2 separate regions of the Sus scrofa genome follow, and region 1 is linked to region 2. The links are chromatin contacts, called in public HiChIP or PLAC-seq maps. All regions are on one chromosome and are shown on one strand. The core of a region is the stretch at or near the end of the contact, and the rest is flanking DNA. Distances in the headings are between cores, read along the strand shown. Region 1 holds the start of RAB20 (ras-related protein Rab-20). Region 2 overlaps COL4A2 (collagen alpha-2(IV) chain).

Region 1 (6,412 bases), core at 740-3,239, 48 kb after region 2:
TGGCATACATCTTACTTCTTAAAGTGCAGACATTTAAAAAGTCAGACCTTAAAGTTTCGGGCTTCCAGAAAGTCAAGTTCATTGAGAACAGGCCATACTATTTACAGTTTCTTTACTCGTGGTATCTTATTCCTTTCGTGGGGAAGGAAATATATTCTATTGTAACACCTCATGTCAGTGTAATTTTGTAGAGTTAAACTGTAAGCTTGAAGCAAGATCCTCCAGTAAACTGTGCTTTTGAAAAAGCACAAATATACCACACAATTACCTGCCTTAAAAATGCTTCTACAGGAGTTCCCGTCGTGGCGCAGTGGTTAACGAATCCGACTAGGAACCATGGGGTTGCGGGTTCGGTCCCTGCCCTTGCTCAGTGGGTTAACGATCCGGCGTTGCCGTGAGCTGTGGTGTAGGTTGCAGACGCGGCTCGGATCCCGCGTTGCTGTGGCTCTGGCGTAGGCCGGTGGCTACAGCTCCGATTCAACCCCTAGCCTGGGAACCTCCATATGCCGCGGGAGCGGCCCAAGAAATAGCAACAACAACAACAAAAAGACAAAAAAAAAAAAAAAAAAAAAAAAAATGCTTCTACAGAAAATCACTTCAAAAACCCCATAACGTCCATGAGCCTAGATCAAGCCAATGATAAGTGGGAAATGCAGATAAACTTGGCATTGAGGGAAGAGACCTCAGTTCTGCTTCCTATTTTCCTGCCTAAGCCCTCAGGGAATGTTGGGAGCTTCCGCTTTCTTTTCCTTTCGTCCTTTTTTTTTTTTTTTTTAAGGGCCACACTGGGGCATGTGGAAGTTCCCACGCTGGGGGTTGAATCGGAGCTGCAGGGCCGGCCTACGCTGCAGCCACACCAGATTGGAGCCACATCCGAGACCTACGCAGCAGCTTGCGGCAACACCAGATCCTTAACCCACTGAGCGAGGGCAGGGATCAAACCTGCGTCCTCATGGACACTAGTCTGGTTCTTGACCCCCTGAGCCACAACAGGAACTCCTGTTTTCTCTTTTGGAAGGAGATGTAATTATATCAGCACTGCTCACCCCTCAAGGTGGTTGTGGACAGCAGCTGAGCTCCTGTTGGTGGAAGGACTTAAATGCCTCGGGTTACCACTAGCTGTCTGGGCAGGGGTGCTCTGGAGCCAGATGCCCCTCGGGGAACACAAGTCACCAGCAGGTTCTCTTTGGAGCCAGGGGTGCTTTCCTGGATTGTCACTAAGATGTACCCAGTAGCTAAACGGCTGGTTTTCCAAAGAGCAAAGGGAAGTAGGAGTAGAAAGGGGCCAAGGGGGGCCCCACACTGTGACGAGGGGCCTGATCCCCAAGACTCAGTCACCTGCAGAGCAAGAGCAGGACCCCTGTGTGGGACAGGGGACACCTGCCCTGAGGGGAACTTGGCCCTCGGGCACCCCGCCCCAGGAGGGCCTGGCTCTGGGAGACCCCGCCCCCAGGAGACCCCGGGCCGTTCCCGACCTTGGCCCTGACAGCCGCTTCGCTCAGCTGGAAGCCCCTCGCCCCTCACCTGCAGTGTCCCAGATGGAGATGTTGTAGGAACGCCACTGCTTCAGGTAGAAGGCGCCGCCCACCGTGCTGACTGTGTCCGGGAAGCGCCGCTCCATGTACCTCTGCAGCAGCGACGTCTTGCCCACGTTCATGTCCCCCAAAAGCACGATCTTCCCGTCTGGCTTTCTCATTTTCCCGCAGGAGCCCCCCCCTTTTCCCGTGCCCTCTGCCCCCTGTGCCCGGGGCGCGGCAGGAGCAGCCAGGCTCCCCGAGAAGGCTCAAACTCGGAACTCGCGGAGACTAGGACTCGCGGGGACCCCGAACTCGTGGCGACCCTCCGGTCTGGACGCCTGGGAACGCGGAAGAGGAAGCGCGTGTCCGCGCTGGGAAGGAGCCGGGGACCCAGCCCGACGCCCACTCAAGGTGTCCAGACCGCGGCGGTCAGCACCAGGTCGGGGGCGCCCGGGCCCCGCCCCGCCCCGCCTCCAAGCCCCGCCCCGCCTCCAAGCCCCGCCCCCAAACCCCGCCCACCCAGCCTCCCGAGGCCCGGGCCCGCCCGCGCCCCGCCCCCGTGGACTTGGCCCTTTGGTCGGAAGGTGCTTTCTGCCTGGAAACCTTGGGCAGATTCGGACAGGTGGGAGCCCCGGCTCCCGGGGGCTCGAGCGAAGATGGAGACGGAGTCCCGGGAGGCGGGCCCCGGCTGGACGCCTCGCAGGGACGCGGCCCGGGCCTGCTGACCTTGGAGCCGAGAGTCCCGGCGGGGATGGGCCTCCAGCTCCCTCCCCCGCCCCAGGCTTCCCTCTGGGCCGGACGCGCGGAGTTTTCCAGAAGGGAGCGAATGTGGGACACCACCCTCCGACTGTCAAGGACTAGGAAGGAGCGGGGCTTGCTAGCGTCGTTTTGTTTTGTTCACTTGGGCAAGAAGCTCTTTTCTGAGACGTGAACAGCCGTCGCCACTCAAAACTTTGGAGGGGAAAGTCGACGTGGGCAGTTGCAATGACTGCCAAAGACATCTTTCCTCCTTTTGCTGATGGAGTGAACCTCGAAATGCTTCTTAACGTTCTCGGCGTGTGGGAGTTGGCATTTATTTGGGACAAGGGCGATGCCCTAGTCTGGACACCGGGAGGCGGTGTTTGCTGAAGCCGAGCGGTGTCCTGGGGTTCCGGGCGGAAGGGGAGTGGGGCGCCCTGAGCGGGGGAGGCATGAGGGCGTCTCAGCCGAGGAGGGCCGACCTTGAATATTCGGGGCTTTCTCTGCTTCGAGGCCTTCCCTGTTCCCTGTGGCCTACGCCCACGCCACGAGGCGGAACTCTGCCCACGGTTCCTGCCTCCGTCCCGCAGCACAAGCACCACCCTTCCCACGCCTTTCCGTCTCGGCCCTATCCTGCTTCATTTCTCAGGGCTCTCGAATAAAACCGCACTGTTTCATCTCTGTGCATCTCCCACTCTGGAAACTAAGCTCCATGAGGAAGGGACTTTTGTCTTCTGCTCACCACTCTGCCTGGTGGGGGTCGTCTCGCACAAAACAGCTGCTCAAGAAAGATTTGAGCCAGAACATGGTGGCTGAATTCACCATCCCGGTCTCAGCGGGCTCCGCACCTCCCTCCTGGGTCGTTCAAATTTCCCTGCGGACAGGGAGTGTGTTTTAACCAACCCTGGGTCTCTGCCCACCTTTCTGGGGAGCTCCCTCACTCAGTAAACAGGGGGATGATCCCACAAAGGCAGGTCAGTTGCTTCCTTTCTCGGGCATCTCTCAAGTGCTGAACTGAAACACAGCCCCAGCTCAATCAGGATGTGTTTTGTGTGTAGACAAAAGTGTTCATTAGCTGAATGTTGCCTCCACTCAAAACACTGGTGGCTTCTCATCAGGATTTCAGGGGCAAGGACAGTGCCAGCACATAGCCCAGTGCCTGGCATGTAGAATTCACTGAGCAAGTTCATTTAAAATTTTTTTTGCTTAATTGTCCAGCACTTTGGAAAACTAAATTTAACCAGGAGAATGTCCCCATATCAAATTCCAACCAGTCCTAAAAAAATGCCTTAAAAGACTGCTAGTTGTCTCAGTCCTCTTCAGGAAGCAGGACTGAAGAAGAAGTTAAAAGGTTGAAAGTCTGTTTAAACTATCCACTCATGTGCCAAGTTCAATGTTTATTCTGCCTGCATTTAAACCACTGGCCTAACAGGGTAATCCTTTTTCCAATTGCTTAGACAAGAAGTGCCCAAAGCCAAGAAAATCATGTAGTTCCTTTTTAAAACGATGCCAGCTGGAATTCCCCGTTGTGGCCCAGCAGTCAGGAACCTGACTAGTATACATGAGGATGCGGGTTCGAGCCCTGGCCTCGTTTAGTGGCTCAAAGGATCTGGCATGGCCACGAGCTGTGGCGTAGGTCACAGATGAGTCTCCACTCCTGAGTTGCTATGGCTATGATGTAGGCTGGCAGCTACAGCTCCAATTCTGTCCCCAGTCTGGGCATCTCCATATGCCGCAAGTGCATCCCTAAAAAGATTTTAAAAATAAATGAATAAGAAATAGGAAAATGTGGTTGCTTCTGTCGGATTTTGCAAAGTGGCCTGTCAGTTTATAGGTACTTTGATGTGAAACAATTGTACCTTTTAAACTACTCTCCTCTTTTCTTAAACAAACAAGCAACAAGCTCTGCCTCTCTACAGGTATTCGCTTAGCAGATAGGAATTGAGGCGCTAAGCTCCAAGCCCTGACCTAGGACTAGAGCAGTGAGAAAGACAGCCAACAAAAGAGACAAGCAAGGAGTTCCCACTGTGGCTTATCGGGTTAAGAATCTGACTAGAATCCTGGATGATGCAGGTTTGATCCCTGGTCCACTCAGTGGGTTCAAGGATCCGGCATGGCCACACGCTGCAGTGTAAGTCACAGACACATCTTGGATCTGGCGTAGCTGTGGCTGTGGCATAGACCAGCAGCTGTAGTTCTGATTTGACCCCTAGCCTGGGAACTGCCATATGCCGCAGGTGCAGCGCTAAAAAGAAAAAAAAAAAGCAAAACATGTAGTATCCTAGATGGTGATTAAATACTTGATGGAGAAAATCGGAGCAGAAGAGGTAGACAGAGATCGAGGCCTGGGGATGTCTGCAGGGTTGGATTTTCAGCAAGATGTCTGTGAAGATGAAGTTTCTGGAGCCCTGGAATGAGATCAAGAGTTAAACATGCCCCTACCTGGAGGAAGAAGGGTTCAGGTACGGAGAGCAGTGAGTGCAAAGGCCCTGAGGCAGAAGCCAGGGGGCCGGAGCGGCTGGAGCACAGCGCAGGGGAGCTGGCCACCAGGCCCACGAGGACGGGGGGCAGGTGGCCAGAGAAGGTCCTCAGGGCCTGGGGTCATGACAAGGGCTGCGTCTTGCATCTGAAAGAGGTGGCAGCGTGCCCGAGGCTTCTGAACGGAGGAGATCTGTCCTGACCCCACCTGCTGTGCTGATGTGGCCCTGGGGACATTGGTGACTGGGAGGTGAGTGGGTGTGAGGGCAGGCGTGAGTGTGCAGGTGTGAGTATGGGGTGTCCCGAGCTCGGCAGCCCCCGTGGGCCCCACTGCACGTCTCTGCTGACAGTAGAGAAGCCCTTTTCTCTGGGAACCAGTGGTCTCACCTGGGCGCTCCTGGAAGGAGGCCGCTCTTCTGCTTTCCTCTAAGCCTGGGCTCCTTAGCGTCTGGCCAGTCCCCCACTGTCCTAGTCAGGTCTTAGAACCTGGTTATAAGGAGGGCGTTGCTCAGGCTGGGCTCAGGGTCCCAAAGCCCTGGGCACCTGGGCACAGGCACTCCCTGACCCCACCTACAGCCACTGAGTCTGAATCACTGGGTGGGGAGTTCCCATTGTGGTTCAGCAGGTTAAGACCCTAACAGTGTCTGTGAGGATGCGGTTTCAATCCCTGGCCTCACTCACTCAGTGGGTTAAGGATCTGGTGTTGCCACAAGCTGCAGCATAGTTCTCAGATGCAACTTGGATCCAGGGTTGCTGTGGCTGATATGCCACAGATGCAGCTGCAGAACGAACAAACTCAGGGTGGGCCCACCATGCAGTTTTTCAAGCCCCCCCGTTGAGTCAGAGTGGCTCGAGCCTGACTGACACCCCTGCTCCGGGCTAACACCTGGGCTGATCTCACCAGAGACTCCCCCCCGCCCCCCAGCCGCCGCCGTCAGTCTTGGATCCACAGCCAGGCCCCCCACCTCTGTTCAAAGCAGGGCCCACCGACGGCCCCTCTCACACCGCCTCAGGCCTGGTGATCAACCTGCCTTCCTCCTTCCCTCTCATCTAATACTGGGTCTAACAGCTCCACTTCCTCTTGCGAAACCACGTAAACTTCCCCATCCAGAGAGAACAAGGAACTCTCGATCCGTCGCTTTCGATTTTTCAGTAATTGATCTAATTTTGAAAGTTTTTAAAACACTCTATGTGAAAGTCTTTTCTAAATTGTGCTGATCTGGAGTCCCCGTGGTGACTTAGCAGTAACGAAGCTGACAAGTCTCCACGAGGATGAGGGTCCGATCCCTGGCCCCCCTCAGTGGGTTAAGGATCTGGCGTTGCCATGAGCTGTGGTGGAGGTCACAGACGCGGCTCGGATCTGGCGTTGCCGTGGCCGTGGTGCAGGCCGGCAGCTGCAGCTCCAATTCGACCGGAGCTGGGAACGTCCATAAAGAGACAAAAATCCATAGGTTGTGCTGACCCTCCATTATCACCTCTCAGTCTGTCCGCACTGCAGCCCCGGACGCAGAAGGAGAGGACCAGAGGGGTTAGTCCCCGGAAAAGCATCGCTTTCTGTCTCCATGGATACGCCCACTTGGAGATACTCCACCTCCCACCTTTACATTCCTGTTTTCTCATCCAGCCGATCCCCAGCTCCATCCTCGGAGATGCTGCCCAGGCAGGCAGAGTCCTCCCGA
Region 2 (6,239 bases), core at 1,049-3,548:
GGGATCCCAGGGCCGTCGGGAGCTGATGGAGCCCCAGGGCTGAAGGGATTCCCGGGAGATCCAGGTCGCGAGGGATTCCCAGGACCCCCAGGTGAGTCAGGGCGGGACGCCCACTCAGCCCCTTCCGCCCAGCAAGTGACTGTGTGAGATGGTGGCCCCAGCACCACTGTCTTCTCACACTTGAAAACTGTTGGGGAGTTCTCCTGGGGTGCAGCAGTGAAGGATCCGGCATTGTCCCTGTAGCAGTTCGGGTCGTTGCTGTGACGCAGGTTCGATCCCTGGCCCAGGAATTTCCAGATGCCGCGAGCATAGCCAACAAGTAATGTATGTTCTTGGCTCTGGGAAACTAAAACATCACCCTCTGCAGCACGAAGGCTACGCTGGGGTCTTGCAGGACGAAGGCGGCAGCGAGATTTTTCTGTGTTTGATAGTAAACATTCTAAGGGCGCCTGGCGTCACCCTCTTCTGCGCCCTCATCATCCGCTCCCCATCTGCTCACTCACCACCGCCACGCAGGGAACACCTGGGATTCTGCGGTTCGTGGCGCTGTCTGCCCCCCGCAGGGTGCAGCTCCTCTGAGTGAACACTTTGCACCATTCCATCCACACTTGACCCAACAAGGCGTCCCGGAAGCCAATGATGCCCTCTTCGCCATGTGGGGAGGGAGATGAGCGAGCCTCTGTCACCGACTGGGGTGAAGAGTTGGGCGCACCTGCCTGGGTGTCCACCTGTTCTAGAACGCCCTTCAGTGACCCCAAACACAGCTGTCCCTCTGGGTCGCGGCCCAGAGCACGCCTGTGTCCCTGTGTGTGCAGAGGCCCAGGCCCCGGGGACTACATTGTCTGAGCAAAACCATGGAAGCCAGTGAGGTCCCCGAGGCAAACACCCCGCAGGCTCCCGCAGGTGTTCTTCCAGCCTCGTGGGGATCAGCCACCCGGCACTGTGAGACTTCGAAACTCTCTTCCTGCTAGAAAGTTCTTGCTTGGTTGGCATGAAATCTGCCTCCAGGAGGTTCTGCTCCATAACCACCCCCACACACGTCAGGACACCGCGGCCGCGTTCCCCCTGGCGCCTCGGGGACAGGCCGGCCGGACCCGGGGACGCAGACCTCGGTGCTGCAGGCCCGGTGCATGCAGACCCCTGGCACTCCTCCCACGCCCTCCGGCGGCTCAGCGATCCCTTCAAACCGAGGCCCCGGAACCCGAGAGAACCCTCCAGATCTCTGCACTGTGACACCAAAGAGTAGTTCCTTAGATTGAGACCGTTGAGCAAGTGTTTTCAGCAGAGACTCATTGAGTTTTGCCTCTTGCCTGTCCTGCCCTCGGGCAGCTGGTTTAATGCTAAACATACAGCTTGGCGTCCATCCTGATCGAGCGTCCAGGACTCAGCATCCCAGCCTGCAAACGCCGCTGCACACCTGAGCCTGGAGCCTTGCATGTCGGTCCATGATTTGCAGACTAGGAGCGGCTGCTCCCGTGACTGTTATCAAGGCCCAGAGAGCAGCAGAGCCAAGGCCCGGAGAGCAGCGAGGGGTGGTCTGCGCCCGCACGCGGAGGGGCGCACGGCATCATCTTGCGGCCAGGCCGGGGCCTTTGCAGGTAGAGCGCTGCCACTTGGCTGCCATCACACCTCCTAAAGCGAAGTGGGAATTGTCTGCGAAGATGCAGCTTCTTGAGACCTTCTCTCTGTGGCTCCGAAGCAATCACTTCCCTGCCTGGCCAGGCGGGCCCAGCCCGGGGAACTGCAGGGCCTGGGGAATGAGTGGGATGCGCCTCCTCGGAAAATTCCGGAAGGTCACTGTAGTCGAAGAAAGCCTGGTTTGTGGGGACACGCTGGCCCTTGAGAGAACAGGGCAGTGGGGAGACCAGAGGAAGGCGGGCGAGAGGAACCGAGGCCTCGCTTTTCCAAATGCACGTCACCTGTCCTAGCGGCAGAAGGACCGTCCATCCCAGCTCCGCGGGCAGCGGACAGAAAACGCCACCTTCAGAGTCCATCCCAGATGTAAGACCCGCACGCGCCGGGGCGGCCCGGTCCCCTGAGCAGTTCCGTCGCTTCCGTGAGAGCCTCTTCCTTCTCCCCTTCACATCATTAGACCCTGACACGGGGTCTGCCAGTGACACTCGGGTTAAGGCCAGAGCCGGTCAGTGCCCGGGACGGGCAGGAAGGCCTCCTCCCCACGCCCCCCACCAACCTTGGTGGCAGTGACCTCAGAAGCCTTTCCTTCTGGACAGACGTGTGACTGTCACTCTTGCAGTTCAGTCTGAGGTCACATCAGGGTGAGAGCCTGAGAGGGGAAGTGGTTTGAAGAGACCATTGCTGTGGTGTCCAGGCGTGGCCAGACCACCCTCCATCCGGACATGGTGGCAGTGGCGACAGGGAGGCTCGCTTCCCCTTCAGAGTTGTTCCAAACCGGCCGATGTCTGAGGATCCCGCTCCAGGACGGGGGATGGGAGGGGACAGAGTTGGGGCTCTGAGGGTCTGGTCACCCTCTCCTCCTGGGGTCCGTCCTCACCTCCTGGGGTCCGTCCTCACCTCCTGGGATCCGCCCTCACTTCTTGGTGTCTGTCCTCACCTCCTCGGGTCCGTCCTCACCTCCTGGGGTCCGCCCTTACCTGCTGGGGTCTGTCCTCGCCTCCTGGAATCTGCCCTCACCTCCTGGGGTCTGTCCTCATGTCCTGGGATCTGCCCTCACCTGCACACACAGCTTGGAAGCGATTCTGGGATTATTTGCGCAGCACAGGAGCCCACGAATGATGAAGGGTTCAGTCCAGGGAAAGTCGGTTCAGAGCGCTTGTCGACCTCCACTGCACCCTGGGCCTGGGGCCAGACGGCGCAGGGAGGCAGGAGGACAGCCTTGCGAGTGCTGTGGGTTCAGAGGCCAGCGATGGGGCCAGGGCTGGAGCCGGCTGCCCCACACAGACCCCTGCTGCCTCAGCCTCGTTCTGGTACCTCTCTTACGTGATGCCATGATGCCATGATGCTGACCTCTGATTATGGGGACGCCATGTGTTTCCTTCCAGGGTTTGTGGGGCCCCGAGGATCCAAAGGTGCAGTGGGCCCCCCCGGCCTGGACGGACTCCCAGGCCCCTCCGGCCTGCCAGGGCCAGTCGGACCCCCAGGGGACAAGGGCCTTCCTGGAGAAGTCCTGGGGGCCCAGCCGGGTTCCCGGGGAGACCCCGGACTGCCTGGACACCCCGGGCTGAAGGGCCCCCCAGGAGAGAGAGGAGCGCCTGGATTCAGAGGTAGGTCGCCACGGCGGGTGGGGAGGGGCCTGGCCACTGCCCCGCGCTCCCCAGGGGCTCAAAAAGCCCTCCGGGAGGTTTGGTGGGAACCCCGGGACTGTGCTTATGAGTCTCGTTGCTGCTTCTCCCGCTCGGTGCCAACCTTCCTTTGGAATGCTCTGGAATGGTGGCCATCATGCTGTGTCTACCGTCCGCCGCCAGGACAGGTGGCCGACTCAGCCCTTCCTCTAGTACAGTTAGCTGGTGTGCTGTCTCCAGGTCGGGGGGCGCCATCGTGGGGGGCTCACAGCTGCTTTCAGCAGAACACGTGGTGTGACGAAGGGCCCGCGGTGCTCGGTGGGGGTGGCGAGGAAGGCAGAGACGATCTGGGCGCGGCTTCCTCTGCGGGTGTGGAATTGAGGCGTGAAGAGTTCACAGCATCACCCACGTGCGTTTAGCAAAGCGGAAGACGCCCGTTGTTGGGCAAATAAGCAAGGCGTCCAAGGCTCTGAGCTTCCGGTTTATGCAAAACGGGCCCTGAGGACCCAGACGCCCGGCTCTGATGACACGGCCTGACCGACGAGCGGGTGGGGAGACGGCAGCCCATTAGGGGTCCCCGAAGATGCACCAGCTGCGGTGTGCGGACTGTCTGTTGTCATCAGCCCGGTGCCCGAGCCCCTCCGTCGGGGCTCCGCCCGGTGCAGGAAGTGATGTCTATACCCAAAGCCGCCAGGCCCGCAGGCGGCCTTCACAGGAGCCATGAGCCGTGAGGTGGGGACGCCTGGTTCTCGATGGGCAGGTGGACACCCCAGGCTGGGGAGCAAGTGTCCGTGTGCCCTGCCGGTCCCTTCTGCAGTCTGAGGGTAGAAGCCCTGCCCCAGCTCTTCTACAGAGGGTGCCTGTGGCAGCTTTTTAAAAAGTCAGAGTGTGGCAACAGCAAACGGCCTCAGGGTCCCTTTCAAGCCTGTGGCAGTTCCCCACGTTCAGTGTCACCGTAATGCCCAGCTGGTCTAGGCAGGATATTTTTGGTAAAAGCTTAGATTTCCAAAGCATCAGTTTGGAGAAACTGTTTTCATGTCCATCCGACCACCCCCGGCGGCAGCAGCGGGCAGACCAGGAAGTTACGCACGTCGCCACTTAATGTGCTTGAAAAGAGTACTTTCAAATGTGGCCAAATGCTCCCACTATAAATATCAAGTGAAAGAAAGCTAGATTAAAACTGCACTTAAGGAGTTCCCACTGTGGCACTCTGGGTTGAGGATCCAGAGTTGGGGCAGTTGGGGCATAGGTCGTAGATGTGGCTTGGATTCGATCCCTGACCAGGGAACTTCCATGTGCCATGGGTGCAGCTGAAAAAGGAAGGAAAAACCAACCTGCAGCTGAAGTGGGTGTCAGTTCTGCAAACATCTACGATCTAGGTGTAGTTACAGGAGCAGGAAAAAGGCCAGAAGGAAAGATACCGAGGTGTGAGTGCCTGTCTCGGGGCAAGAGCGTGAGCTTCCCACCTTTGTTTCACTTCTGTGCATTTTCCACGTCCCCCCCGCCAGAAAACCTGTCTTTGCAGAACAAGCCTGAGGCGGTAGGTGGTGCTGGCAGTGAGCTGGGGGCTTGTCCTCAGGTGTTGTCTCCTTTCCTGCAGGAAGCGAGGGGATGCCAGGAATGCCAGGCCTCAAGGGGCAGCCGGGCTTCCCAGGACCTTCGGGCCAGCCGGGCCTGCCCGGGCCGCCAGGACAGCACGGCTTCCCAGGAGCTCCGGGCCGGGAAGGGCCCTTGGGGCCGCCGGGCGCCCCAGGCTTTGGAGGTAAGGATCCCAGCTCCCTTCGAGGGGTGGGGCCTCCCTGTGCTCTCGGGGAACCAGCACCACCCCGGAGTCCTTGACTGTGCTCCAAGGAGCCCCCCTCAAGAGCTGCAGGGGGCCCGAAATACCGCCCGCGGCCTGGCCTAAATACAGAGTTCGTTCTCTCACGGTGTGGAGACTGAGGTCCCGCGGCAGGGTGGCAGCCGGGCCGGCCCCTCCCCAGGCCTCGTCCTTGGTGTGTAGACGGCCGTCTTCTCTCTGCGTCTCCAAGGGTCACCGTCATCCCTCTGTGTGTGCCAGCGTCCTACTCCCCTCTTCTTCTAAGGGCACCAGCCACACAGGCGAGGAGCCCCTCGCGGCCTCACTTAACTAACGGCCGTCGCCTCTGTAGAGGCCCCGCTCCGAGGGCACGCACATCCCAAGGTACCGGTTAGCACGCCAGCCTTTGCCTTCCCCAGGGACACGGTTCAGATGCTGACAGGTCCCCAGACAGGACATATGTGTCCCCGAAAAGGAGAATTCAGACAGCCTGAGACACACCCTGCTTCCCTTGTCCCTGCTGTACGCGCTGTGGTTCTAGGCAAGATTTCATCAGGAGGAAAAAAAAGAAGAAATTCCCATGGCAAACATTCAAACTTCTGCTCTGCTTCCAAGAGGCAAAATTATTTGTTTCCTGAAAGTGAAAGATGTGGACAAAAAAGGAAAAAGCGCCCTTTCGGGAACAGGACGGAGCGAGGGGTGCGGGAGCAGAGACGCAGACGCGCACGCCGGTGTCTGCTCGCTGGAGCCTTTGCAGGAGGCCGAGCGCTGTGCTCGGTGATGGGAGGGGCCAGACATCCATCAGGCACTGTCACGGTGACCCTAGTCTCATGTGCCGGAATCAGGTACAGCTCTGTCCAGGACCACAGCTCTGCCCACGCTAGGGACGCTGGGCCACACATAGATCAGACCTAAGCCAGGCGCTTCCCCGGGAGCGGCCTCCGCAGTGTCCCAAAGCTGGGCCTCCACTCAGCCTCGGCCAGATCCCCCGGGCACCATGCTACCCACTGGCTTTACAGCAGCCAGGCCCCTGGGCGGGGCCTGGGGACTTTCTGTCTCAGTGTTGGCTAGGCCTTACCTGTTCTCAGGCCTTGGCTGTCAGCGGCGCACAGAGCATGCGTGGGGCATAGCAGACCACGCCACAGCCCCACCCTGACGGAGCCCACAGGTTAGCTGGGAAC

The links. HiChIP or PLAC-seq counts read pairs in DNA pulled down with a chosen protein or histone mark.
Region 1: a contact with region 2 is called in an H3K27ac HiChIP or PLAC-seq map of alveolar macrophages. The contact joins the promoter of RAB20 here to the enhancer-like site in region 2. A contact is called at or near these places in 1 of 5 promoter capture datasets (liver), 5 of 47 Hi-C or Micro-C datasets (blood, brain, liver and 2 more) and 1 of 2 datasets of contacts at active chromatin or transcription factors (alveolar macrophages).

The regions. Positions count from the first base shown.
Region 1 is chr11:77,186,904-77,193,315 of Sscrofa11.1, forward strand. It overlaps RAB20 (ras-related protein Rab-20), which reads right to left and starts at 1,990. Exons shown (of 2, transcript XM_003482931.4): 1 at 1,525-1,990. The coding sequence starts at 1,696.
Region 2 is chr11:77,138,108-77,144,346 of Sscrofa11.1, forward strand. It overlaps COL4A2 (collagen alpha-2(IV) chain), which reads left to right. Exons shown (of 48, transcript XM_021065909.1): 28 at 1-91; 29 at 3,021-3,242; 30 at 4,861-5,022. Among named protein-coding and RNA genes, the nearest start is that of RAB20, 48 kb to the right of the region's middle. Within about 2 kb of position 2,299, at least 1 of the 83 cell types and tissues checked has an H3K27ac peak or open chromatin away from gene starts, as enhancers often do. A contact at or near this core is called in alveolar macrophages, where this site is marked.